Regions from separate parts of the Mus musculus genome. Here region 2 is linked to region 1. A link is a contact called in public HiChIP or PLAC-seq data. All regions are on one chromosome and are shown on one strand. The core of a region is the stretch at or near the end of the contact, and the rest is flanking DNA. Distances in the headings are between cores, read along the strand shown. Region 1 holds the start of Pcyox1 (prenylcysteine oxidase 1). Region 2 holds the start of Asprv1 (aspartic peptidase, retroviral-like 1).

Region 1 (5,750 bases), core at 2,290-4,789:
ATATGCACTTGTACACACACACACACACACACACACACACACACACACACACACAGAGAAGATAAAGACATGGCTGAAGAAGATAAAGACATGGCTGAGGAAAATACTGTATGCCGACTCCTGTGTGCACTCACATACACAGAGGCAAATGGATGGATACACCTACAGAGAAGTGCACGCACACCAAACCCCAAAGCCACACTTCACCTCAGTTTACCTTTCCTCCAAGCTCTTGTGCTCAGGATCTCACTCACCAGCACGAGGCAGGCACTGAGACTGAGTCTCCAGTCAGCCTGGGAGGCAGCTCCAGCTTTGGCATTTCCTAGGTGGGTGGCTTTCCACACTTAAAGCCTGGACATCTCCATTCTCCCCATGTGCAGAAGGCTGCCGAGCCGACTGACTGCCATGAGAACTCATGCTTTTTTTTTTTTTTTTTTTTTTTTTTTTTGGTGGTCATTGTCGTTGTTCAGACTAAACTTCCGAATCATGCTTTGCCCATGTTTCTTTAGTGTTGCCAGACACTCTGAGATTCTACACAAAGTCAACTCCTTAAATGAGATGGTCGGGCGTGCCAGGCAAGTGTCCTACCACTGAGCCACATCTCAGCCCTCGCCAAGTACAATTTAGAAGCAAACACGTATGATATATTCAGATCCCAAGTAGGATGATGATCTGTATGATGTCTGCGAAAACGTTTTGCCTAATGAGGTGGTGATGAGGTAGAGCTGGTGCAGGAGACTAACCCTGTCACGCTCCCGGGCCGACAGATCTTAGATCCACCAGAGGCTGAATAGTTACCTCATGAACTTGTCCAACAAGTCTTCTACCCACATGTGCATTCTGAGGGACTGAAACCCATAGCGCCACACCAGCTTAATCACGTTGATTACAAACCAGCTGCTCTCCTCAAACACCAGAGACTTTCCATTGTACACGCCCACCAGGCCACCTGAAGCGGGAACACTGGAGAGACCTGCCAAAACAGAGGGAGGGGCTCCAGACACGGCTCTGTGGTTAAGGGCCCTTGCTGCTCTTATAGAGGACCTGGGTTCAGTTCCGAGTACCCATGTCAGGCGGCTCACAACCACCTGTAACTCTTGCATGGATATATCCCCCCACCACCACCCACCCACCCCCCCCCCACACACACAGATACATAATTTTAAAAATAAATAAATAAATCTTGAAATGATACAAAACAAGACAAAGCTAGAGGAAAGGTAGGCCAGTGATTTCTACACTGGTCCAATGAAAAGGGAATTTGGGAGACCTGTTAGGGACTTTCTGGACTGAGTGACTTAGGGGCCATTCCCAGGTCTCAGGAAACACATTAGAGTTCTATTTTTAGAACAGTGTGGACACAGGACTGACTGCTCGATCCACAAACTGACACAGCAGGAGATGGGTCAGAAAATCTCATACCTGTACCAAACTAAACCCACTAGTCTCAGTCATGGAGAAGAAAGCCTCTGCCAGGGCTGGGAAGGGCACCCGAGGAGTAAGAGAGGTCCCATCCTACGCAAGCCTCAACTTTGCAAAACTGGGAAACTCAGGTAAATGGGAAACGGCCAGAGTTACACAATATTCCCTAAGAGAAGGCTTGCACAGGCCTGCCAGCCTTCCCCGAACATGGCCCGCTCCTCTGCCGACAACGTGTCAGTCATGTGTCCCCGTGAGTACATGTCTGAACCCTGTCTGAACGACTTCAAGCCAAGTGTTGGAAGCCCATGGATCTCATTTTCTCAGCAGCAGAATGAGCTAAAAACACTCTGCTAGCTCAAAGCACTCTGATTTCTCAACCCAAAGCCTGAAGTTTAAGAACTGACAACAGGGGGCTGCAACATGGCTCAGCCCCAAATGGACTGCACCTGGGTTCAATTCCTGAGACCCACACAGTAGAAGAAAAAGAACTGACTGGATCAATTGTCCTCTGACCTCCATACACACCCTGTGGCACTCAGACCAACACCCCCACCCCACAGTTATACAAAATAAATAGCTAAAATATAACTTTTAAAAAAATTTTTTTTAATTTTTTTTTTAAAGAATTAACAGCAACAGCCACCCTCACTCAACCCCATGGCTGTAATTCCAGAGAGCTGATGCCACACAGATAGCTTAGAGTCTCATTACAGGAGAGTGGCTCGATGCTAAGCTGGGACCAACTGCTAAACCCCACAGCAAGAGAAACAGTTTCACCAACTTCTCTGTAGAAGACAAGGCAGAAACATCAGTTCTCTGTGTTAGGAAAACACATACGGCCAGTCACACATAGTGTTGCTTAGTGCTATGAAATCACATACCCAGCTCTTTGACAAATCGCTTCATGTGCAAATTTAGGGGGTGAATGACTGAACCCCCTGCCTCGTAGTCATGACCTTGCACCTTCAAAGTGGCCAAACGGCCCCCGACCTCTTCTCTCTCAAACACGTCAATCTTCACGTCCTTCCCAAATTTCTTCCTTAGATAATAGGCGGAGGAAGTACCACCGATTCCAGCACCGACTATTGCTATACGGAGGGGGGGAAAGGAAAAGAGGAACCGTTTGTTTCCCCTCCTATCAGTGTTGCTTTTGTTTTTGAAAAGCCATTAACCAATAATAGCCATTACTCAAGACTAAAACTAACAGCTTGGGGAAACCTGAGGGAAGGGGTTCTCTTTAAAGACAGACTCCCTGAACCTAGACAGGTGCTATAGATGAAGTTACAAACTGACAGTTGGTCAAAAGATGCCCAAAGGTTCTCCCAGGTCTTTGTGGAGGCACCACCGGACCCAGGGACCCTGCTGTGCCCAATTCCTGGGGAAGTATGAATGGGCCCCTCCAGCACGCATTTTAAATAAAGCAGACGCCATCTTCGCCCAGCTTTGTTCTTTGTCTCTCTATGGCCCCAACACCATTAACGATCCCGAAAGACACAGCTTCAGATGGGAATAGACACCCAGGAATGAAAACCCGAGGCAACCAAAGCCACGAAGAGACCGGGTTCTCCAGCTAGCTGCAGCAGTTGCAGTAAGCAGAGCGCAGGTGCGGGGAGGCGGTCCCAGTCCTTCTCGGGGGAGGGGATCTGGAGGTAGGGGAAGAGAGACTGGTCCCAGTGCAGAGTCTGCGTGCCCCAATCGGCCGGACAAACAGACTTAGCTCCAGGGACAGCTAGAGGCGGGCTCTTGAGGGCGTTCAGCTGCTAGAGCCGAGGGCCTCCCAGGCTGGAGCTGCACGGATACCGAGTCCCTGGCTAGCACACGCCTCCAGTGGCACTCCTCCAGACTCGGAGCGCACGGCCCGGTCTCCGGACCCCGATCTCCACCCAGCCCTGGGAAGACCGACCTAGGCATCGCCGCGCCTCTGTATCCCCCGCACCTACCGATCCTGTTCGGCGGGGCCCGGGGCTCGGCGCTCGCCAGACTGCCCAGACCACATAGCAGCAGCCCCAGCCAGAACAGTGAGCCCACCAATGCAGCGGCGAAGCGCCCCATGGCCTCCCGCAGCTGCAGACTGACCGCGGGTCCGCCAGCAGACCCTGCTCTATGCGTCTGCGCGCTTTCGCCCCGCCCAGACCACGCCCCAGAGCACACGACCACGCCCACTCGTCCCACCCAGGTCCTTTGCTCCCCAGGCTCGCCGATTTTGTGTTATCTAATCCTGGTCCTCTGTGCCCCCGAAGTACACTCTGGTCCCAGAAGCCCACATCCAAGGCGCAGGTTGAGGGCCACCTCAGCTCTCCTTTCCCGCCTCTCCTGAAGATGCATCCTTCTTCACAAGTGCCCTCTACAGTCCCCAAAATCGCGAGCTTGTAGAGAATGCACGTGGCCAATCTCAGTCTAAACCAGGCAAACCGGCCGCAAACATTTCTAAAGTGAGCACTTTGTTCCAGGGACTCAGCTGCGTGATAAGAAAAGGAAGAGAGATGGGGTATTGTGAAGTAAGAGGAGCAAAACACGGGACCCACGTCCATACGAATAAAATTAGAACACCAAAGTGGCCTCTCACATACGGTCTGTTTCCAAGTTGAAGACACTAGAGAAGACACAAAAACAAGAAATGCTGTCTACTTTCCTCCAATTGCCTAAAAACAAAACACTGAGTGTGTATGGGAGAGTGGGGGTGCTGGAGACATGGCTCAGTAGTTAAGAGCACTTCCTGCTATTTATTCCACCGGACCTTCCTCTGGCACACTTGTAAGCATAACAAAATTTTAAGCACTGGAGAAATGACTCAGTGGCTAAGAGTGCTACTGAGTTCTGTTTCTGAGGCTTACAACTGCCTGTGCCAGCAGTGCCAGGGGAACTGTCACCCTCCTCTGACCTTCCAGGGCACCAGAACACACACAAACACATAAATAAAAATAAACATACACACAAGGACAAAGGGATCCTCCCTTCTCTACCTGAGGGATGTGGGTTTATCACCAAAGGCAATTTTAGACATCTTAAGTAAAATTCCTAGGAAGCCATTAGTTTGGCCTGAGCTACTGGGCTGGATGGATGGACAGCATGCCAACTCAATGGGGAATCCCCATCGGAAGCTGCGTGCTACCAGAGGTGAAACTAAATTTTCTGGTTGACCTTCATAGGAAAGGGAGCTGGTGACATGCCTCTGTTAGCAGATCCGAGAACGATGTCCCCTATGCTTCAACCTTCCCAAAGAGCATAACTTCAAAACCAGTCAGCTCTTTGTTTCCAGCTTCTGCCTTCCTCTGCCCTGGGCAGTCTAAAGAGCCAGGCTTCTCCTCCAGATGTAGGAAGAGCTGTGCTATGTTATAGAACAAGGTGTTCTCACTTCTAGTCAGCTGAGACCTGTCAATATCTTGTAGTTTTGGTTTTTCCACAGATCTTTGTTTTTTCAAACAGAATCTCAAGTAACCCTTTCTACCTCTTGTGTGCTGGGATTTCACAAACTTTCACCAGTAAGAAATTCACATAACAAGCCTGACCCCGGAGCCTTTCTCCTGCCATATATTATTTGCCTTCTCTTGGTTTCCAGCCCTAAGAACTCAAACTCTTCTTTGCCACCTTATGCCTTGTCATGTCTCTAAAAACTGACTATCCTTTGAAGGCGACTTGTATCCTAAGCCAGCTTCTGGAGAGCTGTTCATTCCTTGGAGAAGCTCTCAATTTTCTGTCTGTTTTTCTCTTATTTACTGAGACAGAGCTCACTATGTAGCCTCGGCTGGGCTTTAACTCAAAGAGATCTGCCTGCCTCTTGTCTCCTGAGTGCCGAGATTAAAGGGCTATGCCACTGTTTGGGTTATTGTTCTCTTGTTGATGTGGTTTTGTTACAGGGGTCTGTCCTAAATAAGGAATCATAAAAATGAAGAAAATTATTTTTTTCCTCTCCCCTAAACTGATGTCATACTATAAGACACACACGCACGCACACATGCACGCACAGTGTGTACTCAGAATGAATTCTGAGGAGATGGTTCACTGGGTAAAATGCTAGGTTTGCAAGCATGAGAACCTGAGTTCAGATTCCCTAGAGCCCATGAAAAAGATCTGGATTCAGAAGCACGTGACTATAATCCCAAAGCAGAAAGACAGGATGGTCCCTAGGGCTTGCTGGCCAGGCAACCTAACCTAATTGGCAAGCTCCCAGTTTAGTGGGAGACTCTATCTCTAAGGTAAAAGCTGGCTAGTCAGGGCAGTGGTGGCTCATGCCTTTAGTCCCAGCACTTGGGAGACAGAGACAAGCAGATCTGAGTTTGAAAGTAACCTGGTCTCTTGGAACCCAGTCCAGGAATAGAATCTTGTGA
Region 2 (5,070 bases), core at 1,683-4,182, 230 kb after region 1:
GAACTCCTGGAGCTGGGTCAGAATCTACATGAGGGGGTGGAAGGCGGAGGCTCCATATGCCCTGCCTGTTTATTGTCCTGGTCTGTCTCTTCTTGGGTCAAGTTCAGTGTGCCTGCTTCAAAGTACACTCAGAGGTACTCACGAGCTAATAAGGGCGTTCCTCCCTAGCCCCAATACCTGTCTATATTGGTCAATAATTACACTTGATGTCCTGGGTTCTGGCAGGAGGTAGTGGCTCTCACCTTCCTGATGAGTTTGGGTCCTCCGTCTTGTTCCGATGACTAGCCAAAAATTAGCTAGCAGTCACAGAAACCATGTGGCTCTGGCAAAGTAACTGGTACCTGGAAGCCACCGGCCACAAGCCATGGCCACCTAAGCACAGGCACTAGGGACGTGTTTGGGGGTCTGGAGGTGGGATGAGTGTGGGGCTGGAGCCTGTTATGAGTTCATGCAGGGATAAATCAGTTTTTAAGGGGGGGGGGGATCCAAAATTGGCACTTGCCATTTTCTGTGGCGTCAACAGTCCACTGCATCCAACTTCAAGTCATGAATCCACTTAGCTGGTAACTCAGAAACTTCCTGAGCCTTTAGTAATCAGCTCTTGCAGCTATCTGCCATGGTCACTGACCTGTACAGAGGCCGTCAATGGCACAAGTCCTCAGGGTTCAGGGCAGCCCTTCTACACCCGCTCCATCTCTGTCTCCGTGTTGTGACTGTGCTGGACCAAGAGATCTGGCTTCCACATGGAGAAGTGTGGTCTGAGGATTCCATCTCACTGCTTTCCACCCTTACTCTCCCTTCCCACAGCCACATCCCCACTCCTCCCCACCTCCAGGGCTGTGCAAGGTGATGTCCTCTGAAGACCCCGCTCACTCCCCAGGACGTCAAGCCTATCCACGAGCATTTCTCTGGCAGAAGGGGCTTCCCGGTCCTGTGGGTGGCTAGGCCCTGTCTCAGGACACGTGTGGTTCATTGCACAATTGCCTCAGAGACCCACCTTCTCCTTTCCAGCAATCAATTCCACTCCCTTGGGATTCTGGTATGCCACCCTGGCCCCACCTCAGTCAGGCAGCTGTGATGAGAGGTGTTTACCAAATGCATCTCTGTTGGCTCACCGGGTCAGGCGGGAGGTGCTGAGGGGCTTGCCGAGTGGTGGGGACCCTGGGGCTGTACAGAGGCAGGACAGAGGCCTCAGCTAGGTGCTGAGTGAATGATGGATGGTCTGAGAGACAGGGGCAGGCTCAGTCAGGTGCAACAGCCACAGGTGACCCACTGACTTGTTCTGACCTCCCACTCTGTGACTGCATATAGCTGGCCTGGGGCCCTGCAGAGCCCACCCTGTGTCCCAGGATAAGTTTCTAAAAGAGCAAGAGACAGTCATGAATGTCCAGTTGGTGTGCCCTAGCTTTGGTTCATTACAGGAGGACTTGTGAACAAACATAAGAGAGTATAACAGAACATGTGTTCAGCCAGAGGTATGTTCTCATGCCGGGGCAGGGTAGAGAACTCCTTGGAAAAGATAACATATGAACACTGACATAAAACTGGGATCCTTCTACAGTCCCTGTTTCATGCACAGGCCAGCTTGAGCCCTTGAGCCCACAGATTTACTCTGTGATTGTCGGGGACACAGTCAGGACTGTCCATGACCCCAACAGTGGAGGGGGTAAGGTGTCACCATGGTAAGCTCCTCTGGCCAGAGCCACCCAGGCCCTCTCCACTAAGCACAACTCCATTGAATCTCGGCTGCTTTTCAGATGAGGTGTGTGAGAGAGAAGGGTTGGAGCCCAGGGAGCTGGGAGGGAGGGTGGGAGCTCTTGGAGGACCTCCTAGAAGGCAGGGAGGCCACAGAGAGAGGATACAGTACTCAAGGAGCTGGGCACAGGGCCCGTGGAGACCTGGAGTCTGATCCTGAACTCAGGACGTCGCTCCCTGAAGTTCAAGATTTCTGCCTACCTACTTCTGGTTCCCATAGGCAGAGGCCTAGCCCCACCGTGGGCTGCCTCCAAGTTAGGAGTGCCCAGTAAAGAAGATGACCACAGTAAAATATGCTTATATAAAAGTGCTATGTATGAGGGAGGGTCCTAACTCACTTAGAACCAATCTGTGGCCAGGATGGTGAGGGGGGCCCTTCTGTGAGGCTGAGGCAGAATAGTCGTAAGTTTAAGGCTAGCCAGAGCCACACAGGAAGACCCTGTCTCAAAAAAGCAAAATAGATAGATGATAGACATGCAGATAGCTAGATAGATAGTAGATAGATACATGATTGATAGATCTTAGAGACAGGTAAATAAATAGCAGATATAAATAGGTTGATATATGGTATGATAGAAGTTGGAGACAGATACAGATAGGTGGATACCTAAGGATACATAATAGATGATAGATAGACACGCTATGAATAGGCGATTGAGACAGACAGGCAGACAGAGGTATACATAGGTAGGTAGAAAGGTGGACTACGGGCAGATAGGATGATAGATTTTTATGCTTTTTTGACTCTGGATCCCTCTCTGTTCTCTTCTCCAGGGAATTGTACAGGATCCGCAGTTAATTTAGAATGTATGAGTCACCTTATCAGTGCAGGCTGTGAGAGATGAGTGACTGCAGATGCCTTCTCTTTGCCCCAAGCAGTGATGGGGTGAGGCCAAAGGGGTCCCCTCTTCTGAAACAGGTAGAGACCTGCTTTCTGTCTCCTCTTCTCTAATGATAAACATCTGAATGTCATCACACCTGTATCCTCATCTGGGCTATTCTAGGGCATAGGCTGGGGAGGGTCCCGAGGCTCCATCCCCTGACCCGGGCTGTCTTACTCACTGGGTGGGCTGGCAGGTGTCCCGTAGGTACTGAGGGTGAGGCACCAATCCTGCTAGTCAGGCAAGATGCTGGCAGGAGGGCGGGGCTAGGGGTGGAGCTTCTAGAACAAAGGAGAATGAGGAACCCTGGGGGCCCAGGTTGGGCATCAAAAAGGCCCCTGCAGAAGAAGCAGAACACAGCCTGCCTCTGTGCCCAGCAGCCAGCCAGACACTTTGTACCGGCTCCCTTCAACTCGTCCAGGCAGGGCAAGAACACGGCCCAGCCGACAGAGCCCTCGCTCTCCAGCGTGATTGCGCCCACACTCTTCTGTGCGTTTCTTTACTTGGCTTGTGTTACTGCTGAACTTCCAGAGGTGAGCAGAAGGATGGCCACCAGCGGAGTCAGAAGCAAGGAAGGACGCCGGGAGCATGCCTTCGTCCCAGAACCTTTCACTGGTACTAACTTAGCTCCCAGCCTTTGGCTGCACCGCTTTGAAGTCATTGATGACCTCAACCATTGGGATCATGCCACCAAACTGAGGTTCCTGAAAGAGTCGCTCAAGGGAGATGCCCTGGATGTCTACAATGGACTCAGTTCCCAGGCCCAGGGCGATTTCAGTTTTGTGAAGCAAGCCCTCCTGAGGGCCTTTGGGGCCCCTGGGGAGGCCTTCAGTGAGCCCGAAGAGATTTTGTTTGCCAACAGCATGGGTAAGGGCTACTACCTTAAAGGGAAGGTTGGCCATGTGCCTGTGAGATTCCTGGTGGACTCTGGGGCTCAGGTGTCTGTGGTTCACCCCGCCTTATGGGAGGAGGTCACTGATGGTGACCTGGATACTCTTCGTCCTTTTAACAATGTGGTCAAAGTGGCCAATGGGGCAGAGATGAAGATCTTGGGTGTGTGGGACACAGAAATTAGCCTGGGCAAGACAAAGCTGAAGGCCGAGTTTCTGGTGGCCAACGCCAGCGCAGAAGAGGCTATTATTGGCACAGACGTCTTGCAGGACCACAATGCCGTGCTGGACTTCGAACACCGCACCTGCACCCTGAAGGGGAAGAAGTTCCGCCTGCTCCCTGTCGGGAGCTCCTTGGAGGATGAGTTTGACCTGGAGCTTATTGAGGAAGAGGAGGGGTCTTCTGCACCGGAGGGCTCCCACTAAGAAACCCCATTTCTTGTTCCCAGCATTGGTAGGGGGACTTTGTGTTGGGGGGAGCAGATGTCCTGGGGGGTATCATCCGGCCTAGCCAGTCTTTACACCGGTTCTCAGTTTCCCTCCTTCTACAGGGGCCTTGCTTTGCCTTTGTTTGGGGAGGGAGGCCAGCTTGGTGGCCTAAAGCAGTGTCCCCAAGGTCTGCAAAGACTTCCAAGGCTGGCAGGAGCTTCTGAGGAAGCCAGGAATGTCAATCTTGAGAGAGGACCCTTTTAGATCCCCTGAAGTATGGCTCAGTCACTTTCACGTCCCCAAGCCTGCTGAGCTGAGCCTGGTCTTGGCTAAGACCCTCACAATCCAGATGCTTGGAGGAGACTGGCAGCTGCTCTGGGAGTCCTCCCTGAGTCCTCCCACCTGCACAAGGATGCTCCCTCCTGTCCTGTCACTTGCCTTGAATCTCATGGAGCCTGTATCAATAATTCAATTATTTCAAAACACCAATAAAGATCTGTTCATGGAAAAAAAATGTCATGTGCTCGATAGTTGTGACAGAGTTGGGAGGGAGAGGAAAACACAATCCTCGAATGCTTGGCCTGGGGAGGCAAAAGAAAGCAAGCAGTTCAGTGGGGTCTTGGGTTTTCTAAGGTGGACTGCAGATATCTGAACTTCTAACCCTCTCATCCTTCTAACGCCTTCCGATTCTGCTGTTTCAATCTACAATATTAGCATTCGAATTGTCCCTTATGCTCAAATGTGACCAAGGCTATCTTGTGAGGTCTTTGGCTTGGCGATCAAGACATTTCTGCCAAACAAATAGGTTCTTACTGGTGCCCAGGGAGCCTGGCTTAGAGGTAGAAATAGGGCCAGGAGACAGGCATGGGCGTGTGACGGGACCCTGGGAAGGTCTGGGACTCTGGCAGCTGGGGGCAGCTTGGCTATGGGGTAGCTCATTTGGGGGAGGGGATGGGAGGGAGGTGAGGGCATTCCTAAACCTGGGGTGGGTTTCATCTCTTGTTCAGCTTGGGTTTTCTGCCAACTCCCAGCCTCCTCTGAGACTCTGAAAACTCACCAGGCGTTGGGGAGTGGATTGGGTGCTCCAGAGAGGAGCAGATGTGTCCTGAATTGTG

Evidence for each region. HiChIP or PLAC-seq counts read pairs in DNA pulled down with a chosen protein or histone mark.
Region 2: an H3K4me3 HiChIP or PLAC-seq map of embryonic stem cells shows a contact between it and region 1, with 2.1 times the contacts expected there. The contact joins the promoter of Asprv1 here to the promoter of Pcyox1 in region 1. A contact is called at or near these places in 1 of 39 promoter capture datasets (cranial neural crest), 3 of 115 datasets of contacts at active chromatin or transcription factors (all in embryonic stem cells) and 1 of 9 other capture datasets (liver).

The regions. Positions count from the first base shown.
Region 1 is chr6:86,393,611-86,399,360 of GRCm38.p6, forward strand. Pcyox1 (prenylcysteine oxidase 1) reads right to left here and starts at 3,540. Exons shown (of 6, transcript NM_025823.4): 1 at 3,363-3,540; 2 at 2,304-2,510; 3 at 799-973. The coding sequence starts at 3,474.
Region 2 is chr6:86,625,242-86,630,311 of GRCm38.p6, forward strand. Asprv1 (aspartic peptidase, retroviral-like 1) reads left to right here and starts at 2,933. Exons shown (of 1, transcript NM_026414.2): 1 at 2,933-4,469. The coding sequence starts at 2,933. The coding sequence ends at 3,952. It overlaps Gm46963, which reads left to right. Exons shown (of 4, transcript XM_017321863.1): 3 at 1-134; 4 at 2,530-2,617. The coding sequence ends at 2,600.